2 separate regions of the Rattus norvegicus genome follow, and region 2 is linked to region 1. A link is a contact called in public Hi-C data. All regions are on one chromosome and are shown on one strand. Each heading gives the region's core, a stretch centred on a gene start, on an enhancer-like site or on the middle of the called end of the contact. The rest is flanking DNA. Distances are from core to core; before and after follow the strand shown.

What was found. Hi-C and Micro-C count contacts between places; a contact is called where the count stands out from the background.
Region 2: a contact with region 1 is called in a Hi-C map of the A7r5 cell line, with 5 times the contacts expected there. The contact joins two enhancer-like sites. A contact is called at or near these places in 5 of 12 Hi-C or Micro-C datasets (the A7r5 cell line, kidney, liver and 1 more).

What each region holds. Positions count from the first base shown.
Region 1 is chr9:49,910,003-49,913,189 of GRCr8, forward strand. Il1r2 (interleukin 1 receptor type 2) reads left to right here. Exons shown (of 9, transcript NM_053953.2): 5 at 133-307; 6 at 3,148-3,187. Among named protein-coding and RNA genes, the nearest start is that of Il1r2, 32 kb to the left of the region's middle. Within about 2 kb of position 1,744, at least 15 of the 93 cell types and tissues checked have an H3K27ac peak or open chromatin away from gene starts, as enhancers often do. A contact at or near this core is called in the A7r5 cell line and liver, where this site is marked.
Region 2 is chr9:49,960,336-49,963,514 of GRCr8, forward strand. LOC120094675 (a long non-coding RNA gene) reads right to left here. Exons shown (of 3, transcript XR_005489115.2): 3 at 2,005-2,233. Among named protein-coding and RNA genes, the nearest start is that of H3f3al3, 29 kb to the right of the region's middle. Within about 2 kb of position 1,331, at least 14 of the 93 cell types and tissues checked have an H3K27ac peak or open chromatin away from gene starts, as enhancers often do. A contact at or near this core is called in the A7r5 cell line and liver, where this site is marked.

The DNA.
Region 1 (3,187 bases), core at 494-2,993:
AGAGATAAAACGGGCAAAGTTAAGAACATGCCAGGGAAATTCTTGGGTTGTAGATTCCACATGGATTCATAACGATGATACTACACTCGATGTTATTCTATAATGTAACTTTAAGATACATTTCTCCCCAAGGGCTCCATCCTCTTGGATAAAGGCAATAAGAAATTTCTGAGTGCGGGAGACCCCACACGCCTATTGATATCCAACACATCCATGGGAGATGCAGGCTATTACAGATGTGTTATGACATTTACCTACGAGGGCAAGGAATACAACATCACTAGGAATATTGAACTCCGGGTCAAAGGTAAATACTCAACACTGAGGTACCTGACTTGCCTGGTTCTAGAAGCAACATGGTAGAAAATTCAGGACCACCTAGAAACCCTCGAACGTCTTTGGCATGAAGGAAAAAGAAGAAAAACAAAATGTATGCCAACTATTCTAAATGTTACTAAAACACGGACAAGATACTTTAAGAAATATACAGCAGGAAGTTCTAAGAGAAGGAGAATTCTTGGGCAGGAAAGGGATTAAAGTAGGCATTTGAAGGGTGCAAGGCTAAAACTCACCACTAGAGGGAGCAACACCAAGGGGTCCCGGGAAATGGAAGGTTTGAGCACCGCGAGCTGGTCAGGACGCTCTTGCCAGAAGCAGGGAGAGCTTACTGCAGTGGTTCTCAACTTGTAGGTCATGACCCCTTTTGGTGGGGGAAGGATGTCACCTATCCTAGGTGTCAGGTCTTTCCAATACAATTCTTAACAGTAGCAAATTATAGTTATAAAGTAGCAACTCACTAACTTTGTGGCTGACATAAAATAACAACCTGAGTAACTGCATTAAAGGGTGGCAGCTTCAGGAAGGGTGAGAACCACTGTTTTTCTGGGGTTTCGACCAGAGCGCTGAGCATTGGCATAGCCTGTGCAGAGTGCCCTGGCTGTTGGTCATTGAAGCTGTATCCAGATGCCCTGTGTACAGGCTGACCACTACCTGCTTGAGAGCTTAACAGAAACCTTCAAAATCTGGATTTTTTTTTCAAGAATTCGTATATTTTCACCAGCATAGTAAGATCTTGGGGATAGGCATAAGTTTAAACTTGAAATCAGTTTAGGCTTCATATATTTTATTCATATATTACACAAAACCCAAAAACCGTTTGATGTAATATTTAATTAATTAATTTTTGGAGACAGGGTTTTTGGCTATACTTAGAACGTCTATGTGGTCCAGTGGCTATGAGCTGGCTTCTAATCAGAGAACCTATTGTAGCTTTTCCATGCTGTAGTCACTCATGAATGCCACCAGGTCGACTATCACAGTATTTTAATTAATTCTGTGCATCAAAACAGAGTTTTATGGTATGGAATTTTCCATGCACAGCATTATATTGCTGCTGAACAAGTGAGGTTTTAGAGTAATTCAGATTTTGAAAACCTGACGGATTATACTTGAAAAGAACGTGATAGACAGGGCTGGCTAGCATTGAACAGTCGTTTAATGTCTACCCCTCAGCTCTTACATGCCAGAGAGGAAGCGAGGTGAAAGGAGAGTAGAATAAAATATGTGAGCCCCAGAGGCTCATTTGTGTCATTATCCTGCCTGAATTGAAGCCTCTGGGGTATACTTGTTATCCTGTCCTGTGAGAAGAGAACAAGACATCTTCTTGCTCAGTTCGGGGTGGTGCCTGAGAGCGGGCCTCACTACTTGTCTGTGTGACACTGCACAGAAACGCTAGGGGGCGGCAGACCCGCGTATTGTACCGAGTTCTGAAACTGGGGCCACACCGTGGATCTTAAATGGGCTGCCTTGTCTGGCTTCAGTGTGAGAGGAAGCACCTAGCTTTGCAGAGACTTGAAGCCCCAGGGTTGGGGGATACCCGGGATGGGGTGCCCACTCGCTCAGAGGAGAAGGAGAGGGGTGAAAGGGAGGGATTGTGGGAGGGATTATGACTTGGAGGAGGGGTCAGTGAGCAGGAGATAAAGTAAGTAAAAAAAATCAATCAATAAATCAAATAAAATTTGATGAGTTGCGCACAAGATATAAGAATGGGGGGTCCTGAACCAGACGCAGCAGAGTTACCTGAGTACTCCTCACACACACAATCCAAGTGATGCTCACACAGGGAGAATCTGAGTGCTTCTCACATGCGTGCGAAGTTTGAGTGTACTGCCCCCTCTTCCCTGCCCCCAGACTCTGAGTAGCACCCACACAGGAGAATCTAAGGTCCTACGTACATCTGATAAACAGGATCTTGGGAGCTTGAAGTGCTATAATCTATATTTCCCAAGCCCTTCACCCTTAAGGCCATACAGGCACACCCTGGAGTTGGAGAACCACTGCGTTGTCCTATTTGTGATGCTGATCTTTCTCCCTTGATTGTCCCAGCCTTGTTAGAGGCAGCGATGCCACTTTCACAGTGGAGAAGCCACCTGTTCCTTAAGCTACACTGTCCTCTCATCTGGTGCTTATGTCATATGGTAATTTAAGCGCTCTTTAGTAAGCAAAACCGAGAACCGTGAGGCCAGTGGAGGGATGGCTCCCAGCCCTCCACTCCCATCTCTCCAGATGGCCCTTTTGCTCCACTTCAGGTGCCCAGTTTCCTCCAGGTTGTTCGAATCCCTCGGAGGTCCACTCCAGCCTCGGAAAAGAGTTTACCACCTTAGTTAATAAGATATCAGTGACCAAGGTATGTCACTGAATTTAGTACCCAGTGTGGGATTAGCCTTATACACAGACGACTTTCTAACCCATTTTCCAACCCCCATGCCTGCTCATGAAGAAATGGCTAGTCTTGAGGGAGGGCAAAACCTTTAGGCAAAACCCATCCAGTGGCTATCATCAGTATGCATTCAGGAAGCCTGGGGGAGGAGTAGCTAATTGTTCATCACCGAGCAGATAACAAAGACCATCTGCCAGAGGAATGTGTAACTGTGGCCTCTTCCAGTAATGTCTCTGCCGGGAAAGCATTGGCTTAAGATGCTCACTTTCATGGGGAGCCCATTTCCTTTGCCAGACAAAGGCTGATTCTCACAATGTCTGCTCGCACGGGGAAGGGCCACTTAATTAGCTAAAGAAGGAAATCTGCATCTCTACTGGAAACCAAGGCTTCCCGCCTAATGCAATCTCTTTTCCTTTCAACCTTCTCAGGAATAACCACAGAACCCATCCCTGTGATCATTTCTCCCCT
Region 2 (3,179 bases), core at 81-2,580, 50 kb after region 1:
GTATGAGGCCAGCAATTATTTTCCAACAGATACACCTGAAAGGTTAACTCAGGAAGTTTGAAGTTTCCCTTTCTTAATTAGTGCCTCCCCCACCTCCTTCTGTGACCAGTAAAGCAGAGAGTCTGTCCCCACAGAGAAGGAATGGCAGCTTCTTCAAGGCTCAGAAGTATCTGAGTTTCAGACACTGCTCAACTGTGGACCTACACTCCCAAGAGTATCTGGTCCCCGATGTCCTAGGAAGTCTCCTCAGCAGGAGCTAAAACGCCACCAGAGTAGAGCGTAGGATGTGTGGCTTGGTAAGAGGCGCTGATTGTGACAGTCTCCTCTGTGTCCCGCATCCCTGGGTGGCTGCAAGGTGAAGCTCTACAGAGAATAGGGGTGAGTCAAGGGGACTGAGAGTTACAGCCTTCTCAGAAGCCAGACTACACGGTGACTCATGTCAGTTTGGGGCTATTTGCCAGAGGTACTGCCAGGCTTGAGCCTGGGAGTTAAGCACAGCCAGCCTAATGTCTTAGCTGCCCCACTCCCAGAAGTCCATCTCCTTTTGGAATTTTCTCCCTAGTGTGCACTTTGTGTATACTCTGTGGCAAGGTTCCAGGTTTCCCTAGATTCTACTGGCTGAAAGTTGCGGGTTTCCGCTGATGCCTGTATTATTGTACTGAGAGAGAACTTAATTTTGTTGCAAATATGTGTGGTAAAAAGTAATAAAAATCCAGCATGGGGCTTCTTCCCCACCTCAAACCATTTATGTTCCTGGGTGAAAGACACATTCTTTTTACTTCTAAATAAGCCTTAGGCAGCACAGTAGCTGGGCAGCTGTCTGGCCTCCATGTTGTTAGGATTACCTTCCTAAAGATAAGCCCGGATTATCTTACTATTTACTCTGTCCCGTCTGGGCTGCTCGGGCATCCCTCTGGGCCACATTCTCTTGCCCCGTAGCCCATGCCAGCTCCTCACTTTTCCTCCCGCATATTCTTCCATGATGGCTTCTCTCTGCCTTTCCTTGTGATCTCTTCTTCTATGTCCATCTATGTCTCTTCTGCCCTGCTATTGGTTGTCAGTATCTTTATTTGCCAATCAGAATTAACTTGGGGGCAGGGTCCTAGGGGCTACTACAGACTCCGGGTCTTGGGGGCCCACACTTAGCACTACAATAGACAGTAAAGACAAACACTCAACCAATATGTCGAGCAGGTTGTACACGGGCCACATCCCATTGTTCGATCATTCTGTGTTCCAGGAGGGAGGGCTGTCTCTCACTGATGGGGAAACAGCGGTGTGGATGTGGACATCGATCCGAGTTCTGGTAAACTTGCGCCGGGAGAGTGTGATGTTGTCATCCTACTGTGTCAGGCTTTGTTCAGGCACACCCTGTGGCAAGAGCCACATGCTTTAATGCCCTGCAGGATTGCTTGTTTTAATTGTTGGGACTCGCTGCCCATCACTACGTTTGCTTTTTAAAGGTCCTTTAAGTCGGATTGTTTGAGAGGCATTGGGCTAGTTCTGAACAGCATAGACTGGAGAGGTGAGGTTCTCGGGTCAGAGAGTGGTCTCCTTGCTCGCTCCAAACAGCTCCCTCCCCAGCCTCCGATTCATAATTCAGGGTGTAGAGAGGAGGATGGTAAGAGGGAATATCTCAAAGAGCTTCTAGGAATCTTGCAGGAATGCACAGGAGCCACGCAGAGAGCTGGACGTGGTGCTGTGGGAGGAGCCACGCAGAGTTGGAGGCAGAGCTCTGGTAGAATTGCTTACCGTGAACCTGATCCTCGACAGGACCGTCCACTGGATTTTTGTCATGACTTTGGCTCTCAGTAAGACAACGCTTCCTGGTTTATTCCAGCATTCAGGTGCTCATGACCTTACACTACCTTAACTTTCAAATTTGTCATTCTGTTGTTGACAAGACTTCTCCTAGGGAGACAGTATACGCATCTCTGCTTACCCAGACAGGGAACCCATGACAGAGTAAAGTATGGGTCCGATTTGGTGAACCAATGCGTTTTATTTGGGTGGTTTACGGGAATATTGGTGAGGGGTTCCTTAAAGGCACAGAAATGACTTAAGACAGCTGCATCACCCCAGCATGGGTGGAGGCTCACAGAGCTGGGGACCTGGGACACAATGCAGGCCGGTAGGCAGGCACCAAGTTGGCTGGTTGTCTTCCCGTTCATTCCCTTGACAGTGACCACTGACTGGCCTTTTTGCTTCTATGCTGCCGTGAGACTCTTCCAACCTGCTCGGAAAACATTTTTTTCTGAAGCATGTGTGTCTCCCAGACAGATTTTTAAGAGGAGGAAATAGAGGTAACAACCCATTGTTGACGTGGTTCTCTGACCCTTTGTAGCCACCTTTGGGTCACTGCAGGGATCACCTCTATAAGTCCTAATTAGTAATGTATTACCTGTGTCACGAGGCCCAGATGTCCTTGTAGAGGATCCAGATGTCACAGTTGGGCAACATGAGGTCCGAGACAGAGTCCACGAGAAGGATACAAGAGGCTTTTCCCAATCTCTACCTCACTCTTCATTCTGTTTTTATGTGGTTTCCACTCTCCTCCACATCTTCTCTTCATGCCATCCCTGAACCTCTCAGTTACATTTCTTCCTTCAGCATCTGTCCCACAAACTAGTCACCTGGGTGGTCCAAAGTACCTTTACTTCTCTGTCTCTTTCTGGCTAGGCAGTCCCAGCCTCTGTGGGAAGTCCTCATTGACTCGCTGGGCTCATCCATGCTTTCTTGTTACATTGTAAATTATATTGTTTTGGTGTTTTAAAAATCAATTTTGTTACTAATAATCTAGGTTAAGAACAAGAAAATGTGCTTCTTTAGAAGCTGTATCTAGATGCATTCTGATGTGTGTACAATTCCTGTTAACAATTAGCAGGGCAAGACAGAAATTATTTCCAAATACTCTACTGGGTCATTCTTGTTCTCTCAACCCTGGGACCACTGATCTGACTTCCTTCCCTCATTTTAAGGTTCTCCGTGTGCTACATGCATGGTAGATCATCTTAGTGTCTGATAGTTCCACTGTGTGAACACACGATTATTGGATCACCTGAAGCTAGATCCTTGCTAGTTTCTGACTACTTTTCCTAAAGCTACTATGCAGTATGATCTTGGATGATCACACATCTTTTTTTCCTGAGTAAATTCCTAATAATGGAATTTCTAGGTCA